Regions from separate parts of the Mus musculus genome. Here region 2 is linked to region 1. Evidence: chromatin contacts called from public Hi-C data. All regions are on one chromosome and are shown on one strand. The core of a region is the stretch at or near the end of the contact, and the rest is flanking DNA. Distances in the headings are between cores, read along the strand shown.

What was found. Hi-C and Micro-C count contacts between places; a contact is called where the count stands out from the background.
Region 2: a Hi-C map of uterus shows a contact between it and region 1. The contact joins two enhancer-like sites. A contact is called at or near these places in 1 of 15 datasets of contacts at CTCF or cohesin (large pre-B cells) and 5 of 484 Hi-C or Micro-C datasets (LSK cells and uterus).

What each region holds. Positions count from the first base shown.
Region 1 is chr3:81,582,235-81,585,261 of GRCm38.p6, reverse strand. No RefSeq gene overlaps it. Among named protein-coding and RNA genes, the nearest start is that of Gm52636, 46 kb to the left of the region's middle. Within about 2 kb of position 1,446, at least 6 of the 459 cell types and tissues checked have an H3K27ac peak or open chromatin away from gene starts, as enhancers often do. A contact at or near this core is called in uterus, where this site is marked.
Region 2 is chr3:81,781,658-81,784,684 of GRCm38.p6, reverse strand. No RefSeq gene overlaps it. Among named protein-coding and RNA genes, the nearest start is that of A830029E22Rik, 19 kb to the left of the region's middle. Within about 2 kb of position 1,499, at least 126 of the 459 cell types and tissues checked have an H3K27ac peak or open chromatin away from gene starts, as enhancers often do. A contact at or near this core is called in uterus, where this site is marked.

The DNA.
Region 1 (3,027 bases), core at 197-2,696:
CTTCAGAATAAATAATATCCTCCCTCACTTTCTTTTATATCTTTAAAAATAAGATGAATTTTATTTTATGTGCACAAATTCTTTTTTTCTATATGCCTGTAATTCCATTACCTGGTGCCCATGGAGTCCAGAAGATGATTGTCAGAACCCATGGAAATTTGGTCAGGGAGGGTTGTCAATCCCCTATGTCTGTGTTAAGATATGCGCAAAGGTATTCTCTATGACTTGTATGTGTGTTCTTAATCACTGAGCCATTGCTCCAGCGGCATTTCTGTGTTTCTAAGTCTTTAATTTTGATGAAACTTCAACAGGAATTCTCAAATGTCAGGAATAAAATTGATTGCAAAGTTTTCTCATGAGAACGTTTATTGTAATATGTGATAGCTTTATCCCAACTCCACTTCACGTAGAGCACTCCAGAACAGTTTCCTAAGGCCCAAGGCCTATTCTAGGTAAAATTGATCTTCTAAGCTAGCTTTTGGTCAGTGATTCTTAAGCTTCCTAACACTGTGACCCTTTAATACACTTCTGCATTTTATTGCGACCCCCCAAACCATAAAGATTGCTACTTCATAATTGGAATTTTGCAACTGAAATGAATAACAATGTAGATATCTGATGTGCAAACTATATGATATAAGACTGAAGAGTCATTAGACTGCCAAAAGGGTCACTAGCCACAGGTGGAGAACCCCTGTTGTAGGTAGTACAGTGAGCCACCTGTGTAGACTAGAACACACTGAGAATGTACTGAAAATAAACAGAAAAAAATCTACATAAACTATGAGCTTGTTTAAACAGCTTGCCACAGAGAACGTGCTATCATGTCACATTTTATGGGTCACATATGCAGGTTTTTCTTCATATTATTTGGACTTATTTTTCCTCTTAGTTTATAGTGGTCATGTGCTTAATTAATTCTTAGGAAAGTTTGAATAGTTGGAGTTTTTTTCCCCCCATATGAGTAGAGAAGAAACTTTGAAGTCAATCTTTGGCAGTGTGATAGGGAACAGATACATAAACATAGAACCTCTAACTGAGCTCTCTGTACCTTGAAACTTTTATTTATGGTTAAATAAAATACACTTTTCAAAAGGGTACGGTATGTTTCACCCATTGATGAAGCAAGCATCAAGTGGTTTCTCTCCAAATTGAAATGAAACATAAAAGTTCACTGAAAAGCAAACCTCAAGCATTTAGTATCTCAGAAGCTTTTAGTGGCTCATGACTTGATTTATTGACCACGAGAGCAAAGAAATAACGAATTAAATTAAAACAAGGAGTCGGATCTTTGAAGTTAAGTTTGTAAAAGTGGCTCAATCATTTTTATAACAAGGACAAATGATTCTGTTTGTTCCTTTGGGTGAGGCAAGCAGGGTGGTGCTGGGGAGGGAGGGATGAGCAAGGAGCTGCACTCTGCTCTCTTGTTGTCTTTGTTCTTTGAGAACTTGGAATCTACAAGGATTTACAATGTGCATTATCCACGCATGAGCCTCCAGGAGAGAATGAACATGTGCTGGAAGGCTGAGAAAGATGAAGATCTTCTTTCTATTCCAACAGAAAGATATATAACACATGCATAAAAGCACGAAACTATTAGACAGTAAAATCCCAGACTGTGGCTTTCAGAAAGGATTTTGAGAGTGTGATGCTGGACATAAATCAGAAGGTACGAGTCTGTGCTGTAATGGTGGTTCTTTGACATTCTAATTATCCACAGAGCAATTTATCCATGTTAAATGTACTTACTCAATCTGCTTTCTTGAGCCAGAAACCAGCACATTCCAAGCACCTCATGCACAACTACAGGAATTTTGGCAAAAAACATGTGCGTCTCTTTATTTCAGAACAGTATGATGATATACTATGTACCCACCTGGACTTGAAATAGTTTACATACACACTTTGGTGAATAAAACCCTTCATCTACTTTAAGGAAGTGGCTTCTTTTCAATTTCAAGGAATATTATATTTAGCAATAATATATATTTTTAAATTGCTGATAGCATATCTGAAAATTTCTCAATGAAATAATTAGATGCAAGGTAAGTATGCTAATTAGCTTTATTTAGTCACTGTGATGGTTTGTATATGTTTGAGCCAGGGAATGTGGCCTTCTTTGAGTAGGTGTGTCACTGTGGGTGTGGCCTTTAATACCCTAGTCTTAGCTGCCTGAAGTAGGTGTTAACTAAGTAGCTGCTAACACCCTTCAGATGAAGAAGTAGAACTATCAGGTCCTCTTGCACCATGCCTGCCTGTATGCTGACATTTTTCCACCTTGATGATAATGAACTGAACTCTGAACTTGTAAGTCAGAATCAATTAAATGTTGTCCTTTTAAGAGTTGCCTTGGTCATGGTGTCTGTTTACAGCAGTAAAGCCCTAACTAAGAAAGTCACTTTACAATGTACATGTGCATCAAACCATTATACCTTACATTCCATAAACACACACACACACACACACACACACACACACACACACACACACATTTATATAATTATGCATCAATTAAAATTCAATAAGGCAAATGAATGTATTAAAACATACTACTAATAAACATGAATATATCACATAAGCCTACATAATAATTGAGGAACTTAGGCAGATCATATTGCCACATAAGCCAGTACAGAGAAAATTGAAGCCTGTGGATAATCCTCAAAACAGAGAAGAAGGACGGCATTGCAGAGTATTTGCAAAAGAAGCCAGTGAAATTTCAGCTGACTTAGGAGAGTTGACCAAAATGATGCATTTGAAGATACTGTCTTGCTTCTTGAACATTTGCAGTTCTGGCTTATCAAGAAGAAATGGCCTTTAGCTTAAGGGACCTAAGGCCCTTTGAGAAGCTCAGCTGGAAATGTTTTGTTTTTCATGTTTTCTTGTGCTGTAAACAATAGCTTGTCATATACAGGTGAATAATTGTAGGTATCATGTCTATAAATGCTCATGCCAATGCTCAGAGTTTAAATAAGCTTGCCTATATTGTGTGACTTTTCCCGGAGAGACATAAACAAATGTCTATGA
Region 2 (3,027 bases), core at 250-2,749, 200 kb before region 1:
TTGACCAGAAAGTATTCGAGTCCATAGTGATGCATGACACTCATCCGAGGCTAAGGGCAGTTGAGCCACCCGATATTATATTTGAACCTCCAGAGCAATGTGCTAAAATAAAGATCTCTTCGCTTTTTGATAGGTCCATCTCAAGGTTTGTGCTGTGGTACTTGAAAAGCTAACTAAAACACCAAGTAGCCTCAAAGCACACCGCAGAGCAAGCAAGCTGACTCAGAGTCGGAAAGAGCTCCACCCCAAAGGTACACAGAGTGAAGCACAAGGTAATGGAGTAGAGAATGGCTGAGCATCTTCTTTCGGACGGAAGCTCGGAAGGGGATAGGACTGGGCTCTAACAACACATAAAGATGAATGGTTACAAGACTGTGATAGAAAAGGAGACCTGGAGAACAAGATTTGGATTAGAGGCTTAGCAGAAAAGATTCACAAAAGGGAGCCAGACGAGGAACCACTGGAAATAATATCAAAGATCTTGCGGAAAATACCTACATCTTTAATATGTTTTCTGAGTCTTAATATGGTCCATGGGTTGGATGGCTTTACAGACCCTCTTCCCTCCAAACACATGTTTATTATTCTTAAGATAATTTTCACAGCCTTAAATGATTTTTACTTTTGACTTCAGAGATTGTTTTCCCCCCTGTTTGGAAGTGATAACCCCTGAGAGCCTCTACCTAGTTTTAATCTTACTGACAGGTTATAAGCAATTTCCTATTAAGAATGTTTTTGTTGTGATCATTATTTTTATCATGACTATCATATTATTTCAATATTTTTGTATGGAATTCCTAATGTTTCTAATTGACAGAGCTGTTATTCTACCTCTACAGTGCAGTTTAAATTATAATAACATAAACAGATTATATCTATCTACCTGAAATGCCAAGTGAAATGTCTCATGAACTACAGGCACTTATCTCTTTTTTCACAAGGAATAAATATAGTCGTTCATAGGACAGATAATGACATAAGTTTGAGGTTGACAGAAAAAAGGAGAGTTTATTTGAGGCAGATGTTTGCTATGGAGAAAGTCGCTGGAGAGTCATCAAGGGAACGCTGAATTTCCGACTTACAAATTTGATAGGGCAAGATGACAAGGAAAAATACCATTTCAAAATGGAGGGACTAACTTTACAAATGTGTCAGCCAAGACCCCCTAGTGAGGATCGAGAGAGAACACTGCCAATTTCACTTCCAAACACAAAACAACTCTGTAAACGCCGCAAGATATCTACTTTGCCAATAGAGGGCGCAAGAGACACGCTGAAGAAAAAAAAGGGATTTTTTTTTTTTTTCTTTCTTTCTTCCTCTCTTTTATGCTTTTCCTCTGAGCAGTTTTGCTTTGGCGTTACCCTTCTGGCTTCTGCTGCATTATTCCGTACATGATGTGGGTGTGTGGTGAGAACATGTGGTGGCTTTTTTATCCAGCCACGTACCCAGTGGACGCGGTGACCTCATAGGCTCACATCAAGCCCTATGATCACCTTCAGAAAGTTGTACTTGAAGCGTACTGATACTGAATGCTCCAGGCTTAGAGTCGTTAGCAGCACCAGGACTTCCTCTGTGGCTTTGCTTAATGGGCTGAATGCCCGCACCCAGCAGGCTGGCTCATTTCCTTCCTGTCTGCTGAGTGTGGACCAGCTTCGACCCAGAAACCCCAGTAGCCCCTTCTGCCATCCCGGGAGCTGTAACCACTCCCTCCCAAACAAGCCTCAGGCCTAATGGAACAGGGGATTTTCCTGACCAAGTTTGCCCTTCCTGTGGGCAGCCCAACGTCCTTTAAATGCTATCACTACATCTTTAGAGTTATTCCTCATAGCTTATTGTCTCCGTAATATCGAGTTTCTCCAGTGAAATCTACTCTGCTCTATCTGTTTCCCAATGAGATCAAGGATGAGACAAGAATTCATAATTTAAAGAGCCTTTATTTGCTATACATCTCTGAATCGCAAGGAACTAAACCAGGGGCCTCATGTAGCTTACCATGTGATGTGATAGTTTGGGGACTAGGGAGAAGACATGTCACTACAGTCACTATGACCCATTAGAATAAAACTATGCGGACTGCGCCAGGAGAGGGCCTTCTGTTCACAGTTCTTTACTTGTTTGGCATTTCCTTGTACTCATAAACCTGTTGCTGACAATCATTTGATCAGTTTAATTATCTAGAAATTACTTAGTAAAGGGACTGAGAAAGTACATCCAGAGTTCTGAAAAACTGTATATCCAGAGAAGAGTTAGTAATGAGCTCAGAGCAGAGACCATTGGCTGGCCTTCCAGGGGAGGTTGCCCCGTTTCTAGTGTTTGCCAGTTTTGCTAATATAGCTTCTCTGGTGAAGCTTACTGTTGTTGGAAACGAACAGGCACAACGTTGAATACAGTGTTAAGACTGCATCCTTGTATAGAACTTTTGATGTGTGAATCCCACACACAGAAATAACTCGAAGAACAGATGGTAGCCAAAAAACACAATCACGCAAAACTTAACGTTTCCCATGAGTGATGCTTCTGATTCAAATATGTGTACCTATGAGTTTGTATAATTCGCTTTTTAATAACGTCTGTGTTTCCAGCGGACATTTCCTTCTTCCTTCCTTCCTTCCTTCCTTCCTTCCTTCCTTCCTTCCTTCCTTCCTTCCTCCCTCCCTCCCTCCCTCCCTCCCTCCCTCCCTCCTTCTTTCTTTCTTTCTTTCTTTCTTTCTTTCTTTCTTTCTTTCTTTCTTTGTTTCTTTTTCGAGACAGGGTTTCTCTGCGTAGCCCTGGCTGTCCTGGAACTCACTTTGTAGACCAGGCTGGCCTGGAACTCAGAAATCTGCCTGCCTCTGCCTCCTGAGTGCTGGGATTAAAGACGTGTGACACCATGCCCAGCAGTCCAGCTGACATTTCCAACCCAGAAGCTATAACTAATTGATAACCACTCATAATGAAAATTAGTTGTCTCCAAAGGTGTCTAATTGGGCATACAAACCACTTTTAAGGCCAGGCCAAATCCCATTGTAGTTTTGGAGGGTTTTTGTT